Regions from separate parts of the Ovis aries genome. Here region 1 is linked to region 2. The links are chromatin contacts, called in public Hi-C maps. All regions are on one chromosome and are shown on one strand. Each heading gives the region's core, a stretch centred on a gene start, on an enhancer-like site or on the middle of the called end of the contact. The rest is flanking DNA. Distances are from core to core; before and after follow the strand shown.

What was found. A called contact is a pair of places that touch in the nucleus more often than the background predicts.
Region 1: a Hi-C map of liver shows a contact between it and region 2, with 3 times the contacts expected there. The contact joins two enhancer-like sites. A contact is called at or near these places in 5 of 16 Hi-C or Micro-C datasets (liver, mixed tissues, muscle and 1 more).

Annotation. Positions count from the first base shown.
Region 1 is chr16:23,752,037-23,758,777 of ARS-UI_Ramb_v3.0, forward strand. No RefSeq gene overlaps it. Among named protein-coding and RNA genes, the nearest start is that of PLPP1, 60 kb to the right of the region's middle. Within about 2 kb of position 2,470, at least 20 of the 54 cell types and tissues checked have an H3K27ac peak or open chromatin away from gene starts, as enhancers often do. A contact at or near this core is called in liver, where this site is marked.
Region 2 is chr16:23,648,944-23,655,738 of ARS-UI_Ramb_v3.0, forward strand. All of the region lies in intron 2 of SLC38A9 (solute carrier family 38 member 9), which reads left to right. Among named protein-coding and RNA genes, the nearest start is that of SLC38A9, 18 kb to the left of the region's middle. Within about 2 kb of position 1,643, at least 3 of the 54 cell types and tissues checked have an H3K27ac peak or open chromatin away from gene starts, as enhancers often do. A contact at or near this core is called in liver, where this site is marked.

The DNA.
Region 1 (6,741 bases), core at 1,220-3,719, 100 kb after region 2:
TTTTGTAAAAGCATGAGCATTTAAACATTTTATTTTATTTATTTATTTTTAAAACATTTTATTTTCTTTATTTTTAAAACAATTTTTTATAATTAAAAGACAAAACCTAAGAACAACGACAATCTTTTCATTGTAGACAAAGAATGTTACTTGCCATATCAGCAAATAACGGTTGTTTCCGTGATCAAGCCGTCAGCCATTGCCACTGGTATGATAACTTGGTATGTTATTTTCATTTGATAAAATAAAGGTAAATGAGATAAGAGTTTTCAGGTGACTTCCTTAGGAGTAATTATGTTTTAGATATGTCTATCTAAAATAGTTTCTCCAGATTTTTGGTAACTTGAAACTTTAGAGTTTTGCTAAAATTAAATTAAATAAAGAGAATTCATGGGATAGCCAGGTGATTTCAAATAAGGTAACATCCTGGAACATTAATTGCTAAACAGGTCTACTTTTGTGTTCTTACAAGAGAAAAACTAAAGATGTTTGGGGTTTATTAGACATGTGTCTGGCACCACATTGAGAAAAGAAACTATGCTACCAGACAATGTAAGTTTCTAGAGGTTATTTTGCCAACCAGGAAATGTTGGTATGACAAACAGTTCACAGTTACTTGCTGCTTGTTGGTTTTAACTAGAGAGTTTTTAATGGTTAAAGTTGTAATATGTAATTAAAGCTACTAGAAATAATAAAGGAAACATGTCAGTACGCAAGGTAAGTAGGATGTGTGTTTTCAATAAGAGAAGGTATGAGAGATAGAAATACATTTTCTTAAAGGGAAAGAGTGACTTTGTCTTAGAGCTGGTTTTCTAAATGGAACAGAAAAATAAGCGATAAGCTAACACAGACACAGAAAACTGTGGAAGCTCTGTGGAAAGGGAGCCCTGAGAAAATAATTTTGTACACTTCAGCCTGGGATTGGATTAAACTTAAATAGGTAAATAAATTTTGTTATTGAGAGTGGGCCAGTGCAGGACTGGATTTCGGTTCACTTTCCCTCTGTTAAGAGCACAAAGTTTTCTTGGAATGCTGAGCTACTTTTGATAACAAATTGTGAATTCATTTGCCTTCTAAATGATCTGTATTTGCCATGCGTGCATGCGTGCTTAGTCGATTCAGTCGTGTCCAACTTTGTGATCCCATGGACTGTACACTGCCAGGCTCTTCTGTCCATTGCTGTGCCCTTCTCCAGGGGATTTTTTTGACCGAGGGATCAAACCTGAGTCTCTTACATCTCTTGCATTGGCAGGCGGGTTCTTTACCACAAGCTCCAATGGAAAGCCCTTAAAAACCTTTTATTGTCACTTTGGTTGAATAAATATTGTTTCACCGTGACCTATGATTTACACATTTACATATAAAGATTCTAGCATGGATTTGCCAGCTAGATTCTAGCATGGACAATCAGAGACATTACTCCTCAAATTCTTAGACAAACTGTCCGTCTTGAAAAGTACTCTTGTTTTCTCTAATGTAGTACTTTCATAGTATGTATCTAATCCAGGTGGCAATATGATGAAAGAATCCTTAGACAAGGGAGTTAGAAGACCATACCTGTGTGGCCATTCTTGAACTGAGATTTCAGATACAATAGTTTGCTAGGGGTGCTCTAAAAGAGTAGCACGAACTGAGCTTAAAGAACAAAAAGTTATTGTCTCCCAGTTCTGGAGGCTAGAAATCCCAAAATCAAAGTGTTGGCAAGGCTGTTGCCTTCTGAAGGCTGTGAGATGAGATCTGTTCCCTGCCCCTCTCCTTGGCTTGCAGACTTCATGTTCACAGAACATTCTCCCTGTATACATCAAACTTCTCCTCCTTATAAGAACACCATTCATATTGGATTATACCCACCCCAATTACCTCACTTTAACTTGTATATCTGTAAAGATTTTATCTGCAAATAAGGTTACTTTCTGAGATCCTGAGAGTTAAGGCTTCAATACATGAACTTTGAGGAGACACAATTCAACCCTTAACACCCAGCAACCTCTCTGGCTTCAGTTTCTCATACTCAGAGGAGACTGTTGGCCTTAATGCTCCTTAAGCATTCTTTCAATCTCAGCTTTCCAAGATTCGCTCAGCCCTTTTGAAGTGGCCAAGTCTGGTCCCCTTATTCATAGGACTATAAATATAAAAATTTTCCTGACCCAAGCCTGCCAGCCAGTCCTGAAGGGTGGGAAATGAGTAGGGAAATGCTACAAGGGTGGGGTTTTCCTTTAACCTTTTGTTATTTGCAGGAGTTCTGTAATCAGATAAACTTTCAGGGTGTGGTGAACCGGGGGTCCTGACATCCCAAAGGCAAATAAGCAAACTCCAGTGACATTTGTTCTTTTCCAAACCCCGAGGTTTTCTGTGCTCCAATTATAGATGACAAAACTGTTCCAGGAGAGTTGCAGTGTTTTGTTCTCCACGCCAATTCATTAGCAGCAGAACGGCTGCCGGGCTGTAATCCAACCTGGCTGACATCAGTTCCCCAGTAAAAGGACAGAGCTGGAGCTGGGTCTGTGCAGCCAACAGGGATCAGGAGGGCTCGGCTGTACTGACACGTTAGCAAAAAAGAAAAAAAAGAAAGAGGAAGGAAAGAAGAAAGAAAGGATAGAAGGGGATAAGAAAGTTGCAAAAGTTTAGAGAATGAAGAGGCCACCTAGGTTCCTCAAGGGACTCAGACAGAAAAGCAGGAGGGAGGCGGCACTAGGCATGGTGATAACCCAAATTAAGGTCTGGCCAGCATCATCTTCAGTATTTAGAAAAATTGGGGTGTGCTTAACCTATAAATAAAAGCCATGGATTTTAGAAACCTAAACTAGGAGCATGTGTGCAAAAAAGAAACCTATATAAGGAAGTTGAGCTGAACTGTAGTTATGGGAGGCCCAGTAACAGCCCACTTCCTTTCTCTGTGCCTTTTTTATTCATCTCTAAATGTGGTGATGGTAATACAATTGCACTCTTCTCATCTTAAAAATACTTTCCTTCTGAATCACCTGACAAGTCTTTTTTTTCCCTACACAGCACTTACTTCCATTAAGGGATCTTCCAGAGCCCCTGTATCAGTCTAGCAGGTCTCGTTGGAAGCTTCCAGCTCTTCAGATGCTGAACGCAGTCCATGGCTCAGTCACCGACCCCTCACTATTTTCCTTTCATAATAAAGTGTCGAATTTTTATGTTTAAGCTATGTTTTATTAGGAGCTTCCTGAGCTTTCTTTCCATGGAATTTCTGTTTCCACTTCTGGACTTCCCTCCCAGCTTTATGATATTAGAGAGTGAGCTTGCATGCCACTTTATAATGTTTGAAAAGCCTGGATATTGTATGAGTGTGTCCACATCTCGCCTTCTGTTTCTGCCATGAGTAACCGGGCACGAAAGGGGAAAAAATCATCTTTGTGGCCCGACTTCCCAGCTTCTCAGAGGCAGATCATGTGCCTGATGGGATAGGCATGTTCCTGGCTACGCAGTAGCTGAACAAAACCAGGACACCAATGAGCTCATCATAAAAGAAAAATCTGGAGTTAGGTGAATTGAGGGTGAATTATAACACATTTCAACAACTTACTGTGGCTCAACTCCATTTTCCAACTCAGTTACCCTCAATGTATGTCTCTCAAAATTCTATATTCTGCTGCTGCTGCTGCTGCTGCTAAGTCACTTCAGTCGTGTCTGACTCTGTGCAACCCCGTAGACGGCAGCCCACCAGGCTCCCCCATCCCTGGGATTCTCCAGGCAAGAATACTGAAGTGGGTTCCCATTTCCTTCTCCAATGCATGAAAGTGAAAAGTGAAAGTGAAGTTGCTCAGTCGTATCCGACTCTTAGTGACCCCACGGACTGCAGCCTACCAGGCACCTCCGTCCATGGGATTTTCCAGGCATGAGAACTGGAGTGGAGTGCCATTGCCTTTTCCGCTATATTCTGCTATCTCTCCCCATCTATATCCTCAGATACCGACTCTTATATCCTCCCAATTAAATGGAACTCTTGGATACTAAATTTGACTTTGCTTCTTTGGAAATTATATCTAAATTTAGTTAGTCATCCATTCATTCAATAGCAAGGGTTGGGTGTCTCTCATCCATCAAGCATGTTGCTCAGTCATGGGATGCATAGAATAATAGGAAAGGCTACCTGTCTTGGAGGAACCCCTAGTTCCAGGTCTCCTCCAATCCATGTGAGCTCTGGGGTTGGGTTTCGACTTTGACTTTTGGAACTTATAGTACCCCTGCTTCCTTTCCAAGGAGGAACTTGGTTTCCTTGCTAACGGCAGAACATTAATATCTGCCAAATCCCTGAACTCAGCCAGACGTCTGGTCTCAACTTCTCCTGGTTCATCTTGTCTCTGAAGCCCATCACAGCAACCTGGAGTTTCCACTTAGGTACAGAAGTTTTGTCCACATATCAAAGTTTAGATCCAGAGCCTTTGGACCTATGGGACCTCTAAAATATTGCTTCTGTGGGATCTCAGCCCCGTTTGTTTCCTCAGCCTGAGTACCACTGGGCTATGACAGAGTTCTAAGAGCCCAGGATATCCAAGAACTCATCTGTGACAAATGAAAGTGGGAGCCAAAGAAAATTCAAGCTGTTTCCATTTAGAACTGATCCAACTGGGCTGAGTAGTCAGAGTGGTATCTGGTGGCAGTAACCTTGCCAGGCCCTTGGGGGCCCAGGTCTGCCCTGCACACAAGCTCCTCAGCCATTCTCGCTGCATCGCCTCTGGGGGGGACGGTGGTTTCTGTGTAGTGATGTACAGAAGACAGCAAGTGGACGCTGGGCACAGCCTACGCCTAAGAGGCAGTCAGACCTAGAGGGCATTACTGCCAAAAATGCTGCATGTGCAACAGTGCAGAAGATGGAAAAAGACCCTTGTGGCCCCACTGAATCTAACCAGAAAGAGACACTCAGACATCCAGACTGTGGACATTCTACAAAACAATTGTCCTGAACTCTTCAAAAATATCAAAGTCAAGACACGCTATTAGGTAAAAAATAAATAATAAGAACCTGCTGTATACCACAGGGAACTCTTCTCAATATGCTGTGCTGACTTATATGGGGAAAGAATCTTAAAAAGAGTAGATATGTCTATATATGTAAACAATTCATTTCGCTATACACCTGAAACTTACACAACATCGTAAATCAACTATACTAAAAAAAATCCCTTTTTTTAAAGAAAGAGTTTTAAAAAGAGAGGGCTGTTCTAGACTAAAGAAAATTAAAGAAACATGATAGCTAAATGCAATGTGTGATCCTTAATTGGATCCTGAATTGAAAAAAATATATAGCCATAAAGGATATTATCAAGATAATTATGTGGGACTTCCTTGGTGGTCCAGTAGTTAAGATTCTGAACATCCACTACAGGGGGCGTGGGTTCAGTCTGATGTTGGGGAACTAAGATCCCACAGGCCATTGGTGTGCTGCCAAAAGAAAAAGACAACTGTGTGTGTCTGTGTGTACGGGAAGATGAAGAAAGAGAAGCAAGTGTGGCAAAGTCCTAACAATTAGTAAATCTAAATGAAAGGTATATAACTATTCGTTGTACGGTTGCCTCAACGTTTTTATAGGGTTGAGGAGAGGCAGTGAGAGAAGATGGCATGAGTAGATTGGCAGGAGCCAGGGCAGGCACAGCAGCCAAGCTAGCGCTGAAGCAAGCCCTTGTCCCAGTGAAAAAGCTGGGGAGGCTCAAGAGGGAGGGGACATATGTATAATACCTATGGCTGATCCGTGTTGATGCATGACAGAAACCAACACAATATTGTAATTATCCTTCAATTAAAAATATTTTTAATGCAAAAATTAAAAAACAATAACAAAATCAGAGACCAGGCAAAAGATTAGGCGGGCAGACTGACCATAATCACAGGGAACCTACAGCTTAGGGCACACCTGGGTCAGTCCCACCATCTGGGGGCCAGATGTGGGTGCAGCAGGCAAATTCCAGGCCCACTAATAACAAAGAGCTTCCAGTAATGCCACGTGTAGCCTTTGGAAGCTCAGGACAGGGAATGCTGAATGATCAAGTGCTTGGCCCTTGTTCCAGAGGCCAGACAGAATTGAAGCCAGCAGGAACTGCCATGTCTGCCTGTTGCTAGCTCAAGAGCCCAAAAGCCTGAGGAAGGGGTAAGGGCTCCTTAAGAGGCAGGGGCCTAACTGGTTGTGTTTGCTCTTAACTGGTTAAGTTTTGCATTGTCAGATTAAGTTACTGATTAAGCCCACAGATGTCCCCCTAAGATCCCCACCCTTACACACACACACACACACACACATTTTTTTTGTCTTCTATTCCTATTTGTAATTCTTTCTGGCTGTCACTATTCCTCTCCTGGTTGTATGCCATTATGATGTGTGGAAAACATTAGGAGACCTCTCTACAGTGTCTTAAAATGCCTGAGTGCAGAGCTGAAGACAAAAATCAATCAAAGCTGGTTTTGGACTCAATACTGCGATGCGTCATTTCCAAAGGTCAGGGAGCTGAGTGCAAAAGTGACCAAATTTCCAAACCCTCTGGATTGTCATCTTTTGGCATTTCCATAAGTTTTCTGACCCCTAGAGGAATCGCTGGTGTCTCTTCCTTGACTCTGGTAAACTCTGCTGTCCTGAGCAGAGCTTCCCCAGTTCTGGATGGGACCAGCCAGCCCTCTCCTCTCCGGGGCTCCTGAGCCTTCTTCCCCTTTACGTGGAGAAGTACAGTTTGGAAGGTCAGCCAAGGGTTGATGTGACGGCTCCAGCCAAGGGCTCTGCTCAGTTTC
Region 2 (6,795 bases), core at 393-2,892:
GAAGTGCAGAGCAGTCAGTGTATATAGTATACTGCCATTTGGGTAAAGACATTAATAAGTTATATATAATGCAAATATGTATAAATGAGTCCAGGGGAGTAAATAGGAAACTGTAAGAGTGTTGTCTCCTCAGAAAGAAACTGAGTGCCTTAAGTGGGACATGTGGCAGTTACTGTTAGGTAAATACCCGACTATTCAACAACCCCATCTATTCCTTGAACTTCTGTTTTCCAGTTTTCTCAAACTCTGTTTCCTCTTCTATTTCTCCCAGGATCTAGGGCTTTCTTACTCATCTCTTTGTGCCAGTTTTTCTCAGGGAATTCACTCAAAAATCCCCTCTAGACAATGCTTTGTAAATTATACTTTTTCTTCCTCCCCTTATTCACTATCACTTATCTATCCTATTCGGGCACAGCTCTATTGTCTGTTTAACGTGATGATGGCAAAAAATGCTGATTTTGTTAAGGCTCTAAGCAGTTTCCAATCCAGGAGATGAAAGAGGATTGGTTTAAACTATTCTTGATAATCCTGTTTCCATTTTCCAGATACTTAATTTTTTAGACTTTTTTAGCAGCTTGAGCAGTATGAAATTTATCACATGAGACATGTAGTGGCCATCAGAGAAGACAATGAAATGAATCTTATAATTTTCACTTGTATGTTTCAGTATCAGTGAATAGAAGGACTAATGAATGCTGATTAAATGCTCAGAACTCTCTTGAAACCTCTGAATTCTATGATAAATAATTGACCACTGTGACGATAGAACATAGGTCATTAAAGTGCATTCTACTGCAATAGGTTGGCAGGAGTTCAAACAGTTCTCTGAGTATTTAACCATTTAGATTAAGTGGAAGTATGTTTTCTATAATGAAATTTGTCAAAATAAGAGGGAATCAACTATTTTCAATCATAGGATAACTGTCTAGGTAAGCATGTTTTAAGGAAGGCAAATTTTTATAGGAGTTTAGCAGTATTGAATGCTAATTTTCTTGTGGAATAATTTCAGGAACTTATTTGATGAGGGAAAAAAACAGGAATATCTTAAAATATTGTTATTTCTACTAAAATGTGGGTTATTTCATTTTATATACATAAATCTCAGATATACTGTATTTTTTAATTTATTAACTTTGAAAAAATTAGTGTTAATTTAGCCTTATCTTCACATGTTTGTGAAATGATGAAGTATCATTTATACTTTTTTCTAGTATCAGTTCAGTTCAGTTCAGTCGCTCAGTTGTGTCCAACTCTTTGCGACCCCATGAATCACAGCACGCCAGGCCTCCCTGTCCATCACCAGCTCCCGGAGTTCACTCAGACTCACGTCCATCAAGTCAGTGATGCCACCCAGCCATCTCGTCCTCTGTCGTCCCCTTCTCCTCCTGCCCCCAATCCCTCCCAGCATCAGTCTTTTCCAGTGAGTCAACTCTCCGCATGAGGTGGCCAAAGTACACATTGCAGTAAATACAAAGGAGTTAAAATAGCATTTATCCTTGTGCTACCTAAAATCATCTTTCATATAGCGGCATTTTGGGAAACTGTCTTCAGCTGTTAGAATATAAAAAATAACATTTGATACTTTAAGATTGCTTATTCTTAGTTTAATTTGTGGTTGACTCTGTCTCTTCCACTAGGTGGCACTCAAAATCATGTTCCAGTTCAAAACAGAAAAATTTTAAGAAATGTTTGGGACTGAAAATGTGTTGGACCTGCTTATCATTTTGGTGGACTGGGGATCTGATTAGACTTAGGTAGATGAAGGAGCTTGTCGCTGTAGAGGAACCATACATGTCACAAGCATTTGGATCATTTGGAGAATTTTTGCAAATTACACAAATCTACATTTCTCTCTGCATGCCTCCCCTCACCTCCCTTATTAGTTTTTCTTCTGGTTTGGGGTGAAGAATGTGGATAGGGGGACAGAGAGGTTTAGAAATCTCTTATACTGTATTTGATATATGCCATTGGCAGTCACTGGCCTTAAGAGTTTGTTTTGCTGCTTTTCCCAGACTTTCTGGTAACCAGATATTAGAGCTGGTATTCAGGATTGCTTCATGCTCTGCAGCTGCTCTGGGATTATAACCTTTGGGAGTTGACCCTCCCAGCCAGCCTGAAACCAAATTGGGATTTGAACTTCCCTTTTTCAGTTTTCTCAAACTCTTGTTTCCTTTTCCATTTCTCCCAGGACCTAGGGCTTTCTTACTCATCTCTGTGTGCCCAGTTTTTCTCAGGGAATTCACTCAAAAATTCCCTCTAGACAATACTTTGTAAATTATACCTTTTTCCCTCCCCTTATTGATTAATGCTTTTCTATCCTATTGGTGCCAGCTCTGTTGTCTGTTTAATGTTATGATGGCAAGCAATATGATGCGTCAAAGACCCAGTCTATTACTTTTTCATGACTATTTGCATTTTAATAAGGAGAATTCTAGAAATATAAAAGCCTAACCTAATCACTTTCATGCATTGGAGAAGTAAATGGCAACCCACTCCAGTGTTCTTGCCTGGAGAATCCCAGAGACGGGAGAGCCTGGTGGGCTACTGTCTCTAGGGTCTCACAGCGTCGGACACGACTGAAGCGACTTAGCAGCAGCAGCAGCAGCAACCTAAGGATTAGATTTTTCTAATAACATTTTAGGTACTCTGGTAAGCCAGTGAGGTAGCAGTAGATACTTAAAATAGGCAGTATTCTGGGTGCCCTTCAAAGATACCAAGCATGCTTATGGCCCTTATTTTTTTAAAGTGTTTATTTGTCTGCCCATGTGCAAACTGGCCTCTCTCGCTTTCATCTGTCATTAATACTGTCACTAAATAGCAACCTGAATTGACTCTTTGTTATCTGTGGTCCCAGAGAGAGAGAGCAAGTGAGTGAGAGCGAGCAAGCACATAACAAAGTGAAGAGTTTACCTATTAACGTGTCCTAGGCCAACAACAGTGATTGGAAGTGATTATTTGATTATTGAGGCTCAGTTGTTTCATAGTTGGGGATTTATACAGATCTAGTAAAGTAGTGTTTCCAGGAGTGTTGGTTTCCAGAGCTGTGTAATTGGATTTTGAGGACCTTGCCATCTATGTTAAATAGGCAGGACCAGGGCCCTTGACCATGTATCAGTGCCCTGGAGCTGAGGACCAGTTTTCTGGTTGTATGTTTTATCTTTTGTTCCCTTCCCTCTCCTTCCTCCTTTCTCCTTTCTTCTTGCCTCTCTTCTTTTCTCTCCCTCTTTTGTCTTCTTCTCTCCCCTCTCTTCTCCCTACTTTCCACCATTATTTTTCTCCAGTGGAACTCTTTTTGCTAAATGCTTAAAGAGGGCAATCTTGGCCTTGGGTTTAGAGATGCTTTAAGTCTAACTATGGACTTTGTTAGAATGGTATCTTATTTCAAGTTTCATTGGAACTTTTTTTTTTTTTTTTAAGAAATTATAATTGTTTTATTGAGAAAAACCATCCATTTCAAATTACTAAAAAATTCCCACTGATTTCTACCCTGCAACCTGGCTTCCTCAAAAAGATAAAGACATTTTCTTATTACTCTTTGGCTGCTACATCTGTTACTTTCTGTCATTCCTTCCCCTGAAGTCATTCTCTCCTTCCTCCACATGGTCTTCATTCTCCCCTTTCACTGGTCAAAGTGTAATATTAATTGAATCATGAAACTGTCATTCACTGATTTCTATGACTCTCTTTAAACTCACCAGTGGATCTCAAGTCTCAGAAAGAGGTTTTCAGGCGTAAGGTTTTTACTACAAAAAAAAAAACAACAACAACAACAGAAAAAAAAATATTTCTTGTAGTTCAAAACTTTTGCTCTAAGATGAACATGACTAGTAGCATGAATTCTTGAACTTTGCTCTTTTTTCAAGTTTGTCTTGGCTATATAAGTAGCCATTTGCATATGTTTATATATTTTATTTTTTTTTTTTTATAATGCTTTATAAATACAACTTATTTATTAGTGAAATTGTTATATTTGCAACTGGCCTTTTATTTTCCAGCTCTTTTAGTGTGATGAACAGCCAGGAAGATTTTTAATTTTCTTATTTTGATTTCATTGTAATTTCCCATTACATTATGCTTTATGTTATTTAATTTTTTAAGTTAAGGTGATTTATGTAATTGAATTCGGCTTTTTTTTCAGTGTTTTTTTTTTTTTTTTTTTACAAATTCTTTTTTTTTTTTTTGTTGAGTACAATTTATTTATTTTAACTTGATTTTTAGGAAATGCATTTAAGGCTACCAATTTCCCTCTAAATACTACTATAACTGCATTTTGAAAGATTTGATTAGTAGCATTTCCATTTTTCAATTCTAAATAAGTGTCATTTCCCCTTTAACCATGAGTTATTTGAAAATAAAACTTTAAGTTCTCAAATAAGAATTAAAAACACGTTGTTTAACGCATGTAAGAATTAAAGATATTAAAATTTAAAAAAAACACGTTGTTTTAGTTATTGGTTTTAAATGTAATTGTATTGTACTTCTTAGAGACAGTGACTAGTATAACAGATTACTTGAACTATCTTAAGATTTTCTTTTTTTTCTTTTTTTTTTTTGTCTTTTATTTTATTTTTTTATTTTATTTTTTTTTTTTAAATTTTAAAATCTTTAATTCTTACATGCATTCCCAAACATGAACCCCCCTCCCACCTCCCTCCCCATAACATCTTTCTGGGTCATCCCCATGCACCAGCCCCAAGCATGCTGCATCCTGTGTCAGACATAGACTGGCGATTCAATTCACATGATAGTATACATGTTAGAATGTCATTCTCCCAAATCATCCCACCCTCTCCCTCTCCCTCTGAGTCCAAAAGTCCGTTATACACATCTGTGTCTCTTTCCCTGTCTTGCATACAGGGTCGTCATTGCCATCTTCCTAAATTCCATTTATATGTGTTAGTATACTGTATTGGTGTTTTTCTTTCTGGCTTACTTCACTCTGTATAATCGGCTCCAGTTTCATCCATCTCATCAGAACTGATTCAAATGAATTCTTTTTAACTGCTGAGTAATACTCCATTGTGTATATGTACCACAGCTTTCTTATCCATTCATCTGCTGATGGACATTACTTCTGCCAGTCTTTCCAGATGTCTTTGTTTGCTTAACTATTCTTTTGCATTTATATCTGCTTTCCTGAGGTGCTTCTATTTCTTTCCCTAGATCTGTCTGTCTTATCTGATTTTGCTGTATCTTCCCTTGCCTGCAAACTAGTTCTTTATTTTCTTCCCTTTCTTTCTCCCTCATTAACATTATTTGGACAAATCTGAAGAAAGAGGGAGCTTAATAATGGAGTGTGACTGGTGCTTGTTAGGGCCAGTCAATCAAGTGTGTTTTGTTGGGAGGAAAGGGTATGAAGAGTTGGCCTAGCATTTTTCTCTGTCTACTCAGTTCTACTTAGTGTTGTAACACCTCCAAGTATATAGTTGAAAAGGATTTTAGTGTGTCAACCAAAAAAAAAATGTAGTGGGCTACAAAAAAGAAAAGAGTTTATGGCGGGGGGTGGTTTCTTAAAACTATAATTCAGGAGACACAGATTTGGGTAATCCTGAAAGAGTGTTCTGAGAAAAAGAGTCAGGGGCTTATAAAGACAGAAAGCCATGAGATTGTTAAAACTAGCCTGGAAAGAACTGATATCCTTAAGGATATCACGAGTTGTTATAGGATAGGGATCCTAGATGTAAATTACTGGTTATTTTAGGGTAAGGGTCTGATAAGTATCTTGAGTTTCTGGCAGATGTTCTAAATAACTTGCTTATCAGGTCAAAAGGTCAGACTCCATCCAGGCTGAGACATGCATAACTCATACTTCCTTAATGGCTTCCTGGCTGGCTTTCAGAAAACTCTCAGCAATACCAACTCCATTTGGATTTTCCTTTCATAAGTAATTATATCATTACTGAAAAAGCGATGAAACCCATTGCAAACTCATTCAATTTTCTTATTAAAGAAAATTAAAACTCCTTTTAACAAACAGACAAAATCAAATATTTTAAATTGGAGGCTCATGAAATTTAGGGATCTTGTCAAAATCCTAATGGATGACTGTAGCCCAAAGATAAGGAATTAATATAAAAGTAACATACTGAGATTATGTATCTTTGTCTTGCCTGTTTTAGTCTTAATCTCAAATTGTCTCCAAAAGTCTACTATATAATTTTCCTATGGCTTCTTGTTTTAAGATTTCACCTTGCAATCTATTCTGTATTCCTTTGTCCCCAAGTATAGTTTCTAAGGGCTTTTAAATATTAAGAGATAAGTGAATGCCTCAACATTTCAAGCTAAGAAATACTTTTCTATAAAGTGACATAGAAAATTACTTTGGTGCTATACTTATTTTAAAAAGTTTGATTCATTTGCAACAACATCACACTTCCTCATTTTTTCTATTTCAGTTAGCTTATAATTTAATTTGGCATGTATCACTACTTCAATTAACATTAATTCTCTTTTATCAGATTTATATCTGACTTGTTATTTATTCTAACACTAGTTTTTATATCTACCAATGCCTCTGATTTTTTATTTTATTATACTTCTTCCATAGAGTGGCTTCTAATCTTCTCTTAAATCCTGGCTTATTTATTATATGTAGCCATTGGTCTTCATCCATGTAGATACAAAAATTTAAAAACAGAAAAAAATATTATTCCTTATAATGAGAACTCTTAGGATTTACTCTCTTAACAACTTTCATATATAACATACAACAGTATTAACTGTATTAATCATGTTGTACATTATATTCCTAGTACGTATTTATTTTGTAACTAGAAGTTTATATGTTTTCACTGC